Regions from separate parts of the Macaca mulatta genome. Here region 2 is linked to region 1. Evidence: chromatin contacts called from public Hi-C data. All regions are on one chromosome and are shown on one strand. The core of a region is the stretch at or near the end of the contact, and the rest is flanking DNA. Distances in the headings are between cores, read along the strand shown. Region 1 holds the start of CHURC1 (churchill domain containing 1). Region 2 holds the start of FNTB (farnesyltransferase, CAAX box, beta).

The links. Hi-C and Micro-C count contacts between places; a contact is called where the count stands out from the background.
Region 2: a contact with region 1 is called in a Hi-C map of fetal cortex germinal zone, with 2.9 times the contacts expected there. The contact joins the promoter of FNTB here to the promoter of CHURC1 in region 1. A contact is called at or near these places in 2 of 14 Hi-C or Micro-C datasets (fetal cortex germinal zone and liver).

What each region holds. Positions count from the first base shown.
Region 1 is chr7:138,012,424-138,016,162 of T2T-MMU8v2.0, forward strand. CHURC1 (churchill domain containing 1) reads left to right here and starts at 2,149. Exons shown (of 4, transcript XM_028851614.2): 1 at 2,149-2,530. The coding sequence starts at 2,378.
Region 2 is chr7:138,084,253-138,087,991 of T2T-MMU8v2.0, forward strand. It overlaps FNTB (farnesyltransferase, CAAX box, beta), which reads left to right and starts at 1,744. Exons shown (of 12, transcript NM_001257705.1): 1 at 1,744-1,978. The coding sequence starts at 1,835.

The DNA of each region.
Region 1 (3,739 bases), core at 899-3,398:
CGTAATCCTCCACCTGGGCATAGTCTCACCATTTTGTGTTCTAATACCCCAATCTGCCAGTAATTATTAGTATTTGTGCTCATTTTATCTCTCAGACTAAATCGTGAGTATCTGGGGAGTAAGAAAGGATTAAAAGCCAGTATTAGCCTTTAAAAACAGAGAAAGCATTTAAAAATGGACGAAGAGAGAGAATTGGGCCAGGTGCAGTGGCTCATGCCTATAATCCCAGCACTTCGGGAGGCTGAGGCGGGTGTATCACTTGAGACCAGGAGTTCGAGACCACCCTGGCCAACATGGTGAAACCCCATCTCTACTAAAACTACAAAAAATCAGCTGGTTGTGGTGGTGTGCCCCTGTAGTCCCAGGTACTCGGGAGGCTGAGGCATTAGAATCACTTGAACCCGGGAGGCAGAGGCTGCAGTGAGCCGAGACTGCGCCAGTTCACTCCAGCCTAGGTGACAGAGTGAGACTCTGCCTTAAAAGAGAGAAAAAAAGAATAGACTAGCCCTGTCCAATAGGAATATGAGAGTTACATGTGTAATTTTTAATTTTCTAGTAGCCACATTTAAAAAAGCAAATGAAATTAATTTAATAATACATTTTTATTTAACCCAGTATGTCAAAAATTATTTCAGCATTATCATATAAATTTATTAATGAGATTTTTATATTTTTTACTAGTAAATCTTCCAAATCTAGTGTGCAGAATGTACTTACAGCACAATCTCAGTTCAAACTTGCTGTATTTAAAGTGCTTCATAGTCATAAGTGGCTAGTGCTACTGTATTAGAAAGAAATTGAGCCAAGGATAGCAATAGAGTCTTAGCGCTGGCTGACTACTGAGTAGTTTTACCATAGACAAGACCTTTAACCACTCACTTCTGTGGTTTCCTTATCTGAAAAGAGGAGGCATATTTTTCTTACCAACCACATAGGGTTGTAATAGCATAAAATCAGAAACTGAAATGAGGACACTTTTGAAAGGTTGAAAATGTCATACAAATGGGAGGCATTATAATTATTCTAAGAATAAAGTAAACTCTGATGGCTGTAGTTCATGCAGTGTTTCTTAGCACACCTGTGATTTTTAGTAACTGTTGCAGGTACTTACTAGAAGTTGAAATACTAAAGGTTACAATTTCAGTGCTTCTGTGGAAAAATAATTCCCATATTAGCAAGCCCAGTTAAACTAGTGTGCTTTGAAATGGTTATTAATCTCTTCTTTAAGGAATCTGGATCCCAGAGTCTCCCATGCTCCCCAATCTTTCTTCACTGACATGACAGCAATAAAGCAGGGCTGAGGGAGGATGTTGATGTTCCCATTGGAGTAGAGAAGTGTGATGAAGACACATTGTTCAGAAGCAAAGACAAACTTCGGAGATTCGTATGCAAGTTAATTAGATGGTTGCGAATAAATAAGATGCTTTCAACACAGAGAGAAAGGATGAGGCGGGGCGCCAATCACAAGCATTTTGAGATCCACAGGATTGGGAAATGATGCAGGAACAACTGACCTGGTCATTTGTCTATTTAACTAGTCCTTGCCCGCCACTGAGGTGCTTCTGTGACACCTGAGAGAGATAGAAATACGGTACCCGTTGCTATGTCCTCCAGAGGACTTCGGAATGGCCAATTATGACTAATATTTTAAGTGTTCTTTGAAGAGATTTTCTGCAGCACTCTGGGTGTCTCTTCCCAAACACTTCAGTTACTGTTTATTCACCTGCTGAGATCTATCTAGTCTCTTATTCATTCTCATTGCCTTAAGAAATGGTACAGAAAGGTATTTATTAACATTTCAGATTTGTATATGTGGTAGCGAGAAATAATTCCCTTTCTTGTGTGTTGTGATTTTCCTTTCTTATCAGCCTAAGCTCAGGAAGGTGTCTATGAGAACTTCGCTCAGCCCAAGATCCACCTTCCCTTCCCGTCACATCTGTCAGTGCACACGATTTCTTCCTCTTTCTCGGAAGGAGTTCTGAAGCCCCACCCTTTGCCGACGCAAGGTGCCAAGGAGACTGTGCCCTGCCTTGACAACAGTTGCTAAGGGGCAGAGACTTCGGCTCGGTTCCCTAGACGGAATATCCAGGAGTCGAGTAGTTGGGCGCATGCGGCAACCATATCTCAGCTCTCGCGAGGTTTCGTCTTCCCGGAAGCGTTGGAGGGCGTTCCATGTTGACCTCGTCGCGATGTGTGGCGACTGTGTGGAGAAGGAATATCCCAACCGGGTGAGCGACTGGGCGCTCCCTTGGCCCGCGGCCGGCCCCCGAGGTGTCTCACACCCCAGGCTGGCCTTCCCAGATAGGCCGTTCGCGGGGCGGACTTGGCCGCACTGCCTGTCCCGGTGACCCGGTAGCGGTATTTAGGCACACGGGGGATGGCCTGTGGCGGTCAGCGCCTCTGGTCCCCGCCCTGGCGGCTGACCTCAGCTGTCGTGGCCGTTCTCTTGAGCTCCAGGGAGCAACAGAGGAACCCCACCACCGCCACAAACCCGGTCGACAACCGAGGGACTCCCTCACCCCCACTACCGGTATCATCCTCAAACTCGATTTGATGAAGTTCAATTTTCTTACCGAATTCTAGCGCTGGAGGGGACCTCTGAGGTCATGTGTTCTAACACTTTTGCGGATGAAGAAACCAGTGCCCAGAGAGGGGAAATCACTTGCTGAAGTTTACATTCTGGATGAGAGCCAGGACTAGAATTTAGGTTTCCTGCCTGTTACTACCTTTTAAATCTCAGTTACTTTCAGGTTCAAAGCTTGTCTATTCTCATTTATTCAAGGCATCCTTGTTGAACATTTATATATGTGTAGTTAGATTACTTTGCTAGGCCAGAAAGGAATTATTTCTCCTCTCTTTGAGACAGGGTCCCACTGTTGCCCAGGCTGGTCTCAGATTCCTGGGATCAAACTATCCTCCCGCCTTGGCCTCCGAAAATGCTGGGATTAATGGCATGAGCCACCGCGCCCAGCTGGATTCTTTATTTCAGAGAAGAAATTAAAAGGCAGCTTTGGTGCTGCCTAACAGCTTACAGTTTTGGGAAGTATGTGACTAACAAAAATGAGTACCTCAGTTCAGAAATGCTATTCAAGTTTAGGGAAAGAGGAGGGCAATAGGAGATAGTGCTGTTCTCCCCTGAGAAAAGGTGGACATCATCTAAGGCTTGAAGGGCAGTTGTGATTAGGGTAGAAAAGAAGGTGAGGAGCTGGAGGATGGGGGACAATTACAGGAATGGAATTTGTGCATTGGTTGGGAGGGAGAAAACCTCTGTAGTTGCTTATGTCTTAGTATCTTATGGGTAATACTTAGGCTTTTGAGTAGCTTGTATAGCAGTATGAATTCTCATGGTACAACTACTTTGAAAAAACGGGTGAGCCTTATAAAACACAGAAATGACCCAGCGATTCCCATTCTAGAAAATGCATGTGTATATGCTTCTGAAGACCTATAAATAAGAGTGTTCATAACAGCATTATTTTTGTAGTAGATTGGAAAAGTAACTGTGATATATTCATTAGAATGGAACACCATTAATGAATGAGGAATGGAAATGAATGAAAGAGCAGTAGTTCTCTACCAGGAGTGATTTTTGCCTGTTAGACATTTGGCAATATCCGGAGACATTTTTTGGTTGTCAAAAGGTGAAGTACTACTGACTTCTAATGGGTGGTGCAAGGGATGCCCCTTAACATCCTGCAATACATGGGACAGCCACTACAACAAAGTGTCACTCCCAATG
Region 2 (3,739 bases), core at 494-2,993, 71 kb after region 1:
CAATAAGATGCCAATAGAGGGCTCAATGTAATGGGACCATTTCACACTGTGCAGCCATATCCATGGGTCCTAACCCATACAGTCCCCTTATTTCCAGATTTGGTGACATTCTGGTGCCTCTAGGTCTTAGTTCAGCAATAGTACCACTAAAATGGACACAGTGGTAGTGTTCATCTACCTGAGGTCTTTAAGCCAGCCCAGCTTCATCTGTGACATTTTTTCTGACTGCTTCTATTTACTACCAGAGACTGAGAACAGGGGAATGGATGGTTGTCAAATGTCACTCTGGTCTATAATCCCTGGATCCTAGACATGTGACATGGAATGGAGTGGGAACAGAGTGAAATGCTCTGAGCAGGAAGCTTGTCTCCAAGTGTACCCGGAATGTCTGTTATTAACATACCTTCTATAACCTCCTACATACAACTCCCCCAGTTTAATATCTTGGTATTATAATTTTTGGTGTAGTACTTTTGATGCATGCCCTAAAATAATACTCAGGAGGCTGAGGCAGGAGGGTCACTTGAGCCTATGGTTTTTGTTTTTGTTGTTTTGTTTTTTGAAACAGGGTCCCGCTCTGCCACTCAGGTTGGAGTGCAGTGGCACAATCATAGCTCACTGCAGCCTCGACTTCCTGGGCTCAAGGGATCCTCCCACCTTAGCCTGCTGAGTAGCTGGGACTACAGGCATGCGCCACCACGCCCAGCTAATTTTTTTGATATTTAATAGAGATGAGGTCTTGCTATGTTGCCCAGGATGTTCTAACTCCTCAAGTGATCTTCCTGCCTCAGCCTCCCGAAGTGCTGGGATTACAGGCATGAGCCACTGTGCCCAGCACATGTCTTCTAAAAGTTGCTGTTTCTTCCTTCTCAGGAGTTCTTTCCCATACTGTTCTTCTGGATGACTCCTCGTCATCCTTCGGATCTCAAATGAAAGGTCACTTAGAGAGGCTTGGCCTGACCATACAATTCAATTAGTTTCCTACCCCTTTAGTCTCTTTCATAGACCCTGCTATTTTCCTTCATATCATTTATCACAAGACTTCATACATTTATTGCGTTGGATACATTCAATTCTGTCGATTTTCTTAGAATGTAAGGTTCCCAAGGGCAGGGACTTTGTTTTGTTCACTTTTGTATTCCTAGGACCTAGCACAATGCCTGACACATAGCAAGTGTTCCGTAAATATCTGCGGACTGACTGACTGTTTCACTTATCCTTGTTCCTTCTACTGCATTTCAGTTCTTGCTACTGCAATGTAACCTCCAAGAGGTAGGAGAAAATCATAATGCCCCCCTCCCTCCATCACTGAATTACTGAGACGGCGTCCTTGCACGTTTGAGCAGCTACTGCCTTCTCCTGGGAGGCTGTCAAGTACCCCAAGGTGCACAATAATTCTATTAGTAATAGCGTGACTGAGGCAATCAGTAGAGCTGTCAGAAATGCTTTCAAACTTACATTCATTGGGTTCTTGGGCACCTGAAACTGCAAGCGACTGCATTACAATTAAGTGAGAAATAGCAGAATGTTAAAGTTCTTTTTAACAATTTGCATAACAAACCGAGGCGTCCTACGCCATCTCTCTGAAATGAAATTCGGATGTAGACACCCTTGCGCTTCAGGACTCTGAGCTCTTGCAGCAGCGCCTCTGCCCAACGGCGGGCGGCAGCATCTCAGTACTCACTCTAAAGACTTGTAGGTGGGAGGAGAGATTCGCGTTCAAAATCTTTTTGCCTCTATCCGCTCGCCGTAGCGCCTTAGCCCGCTCGAGTTTCAATGCGCGTTGTTGCTTAACGAAGCTGAGTCCTACACACTGTCCGCTGCTCTCCTGATCATGGCTTCTCCGAGTTCTTTCACCTACTATTGCCCTCCATCTTCCTCCCCCGTCTGGTCAGAGCCGCTGTACAGTCTGAGGCCCGAGCACGCGCGAGAGCGGTTGCAGGACGACTCGGTGGAAACAGTCACGTCCATAGAACAGGTGAGGTGGCAGGACTGGGCGAGGCACCCGCGCGGGGTGTTCTGGGAGCGGGAGTCCCGTTCGCAGGGCCGCCCGGGTGCGGAACTCACCGGGGAACTACGACTCCCACAGCGCACCGGGGCGCCTTCCCTCTGGGAAGCTCCGGGCGCCCAGGCTTGGGCTTCGTCGTGGAGCGTTTGCGCGGCCAGGTTGGGGAAGGGTCGTTTCAAGGTTGGGCTTGGAGGAGTGGGCAGTAGCCGGGTCCCTTCTGCCCTAAAGAACGAGGAGAATCGTGTTCTACGTCTGGAGAACAGAGGCAGCCCAGGCGGGTCGGATAGCCCACTCCGTTCTGCCAGTACTTCGGGAGGTTCTGGGGTGCACAGTGCACTTTTCCCAACCTGCTCTCAGCTTCTGGAGGCAGAGAGGAGAGAAGGGCCAGGCCGCTGTCATGCCGTTTCACGATCTGTTTGATTTTTGACCTGCAGTGCCAGGTTTGGGGGCCTGCCTCGTGGGTGGGCATTTTGGTAGTCATTCAGCCACTTGAGCACCAACTACGTGTCGGACACAATATTAAACGATGGAAGTACAAGGAAATAGCCCCTGTGGGGACAGGCAGGAAAACAGAGTTTGGAAAGTGCTCTAACAGAAAGTATGGATTTTGGACTACTAATCATTCCCTAAGGCCTAGAAGTAGGATCGAACCTATCATTTAGAAAAGTGTTTGGGGAATGATTCATATGCCCAAAACCATAGTTTTGTTTTTCTATTTATTCCCTGATTGGAATTGTTCCCAAGATTGTTATGTGGAACTGTGTATCCATCTGTCGGTAGGAGAAGTGGTTAGGATGATTCTTAACACTAATAAATGAACATCCTGCTTCTTACTGAAATAAGATCTCTTAGTGAGGTCAGTCTCCAGGCTTCACCTTGGCGAGACCTGTTTTGTATTTCATACTTGAAGTTGGAAGCCTGTACTTTGGCAAAATTAGTAACAATAGTTGTTATATTGTACAGTTATGACTAGAATTATAAATTTATAACAGAAACAAAGGCTTGATACATGATGATTCACAAAGTAGCAGGGAGAATATTTTAACTGGAGATTTAAACTTATGGAATTTAGGGGAGTAAAGGAAATCCTCACCTCTTGAAACTAGCTAACTCTCCTGGTTGGGTTGCCTACCAGTGTGTCCCAGGGAAGGCTGACTGCAAAAGATTGTAAAGAAATTTCCCACTGATGAAAAACCTGGAGGATTTTTGCAGAAGTCCTAAATGATGGATTGCTGAGTGATTCGGGTCAAGTGTTTTATTTAATATCTGACCATAGACTGTCAGATTGCCCTTTTTTTTTTCGAGACGGGGTCTTGCCCTGTCACCAGACTGGGATGTGGTGGCACGATCTCGGCTTACTGCAATGCAACCTCCGCCTCCCAGGTTCAAGCGATTCCCCTGCCTTAGCCTCCAGAGTAGATGGGACTACAGGCGCCCACCAACACGCCTGGCTAATTTTTGTATTTTAGTAGAGACAGATTTCACTGTGTGGCCAGGCTGGTCTTGAACTCCTGACCTCAAGTGATCTGCCCTCCTTGGCCTCCCAGGGTGCTGGGATTACAATCATGAGCCACTATGCGTGGTGCAAGCATCTTTCAAATCTAGACCCAACGGTATGGCAGACAGTAAAGAATCTTATATTTCTTTTTCGTGTTGTTATTCCAGCACACATTATTAGAGTCTAGGATGAACACTTTCAGGTAGTAGGAAGATAATGTTGTATCTCATTTT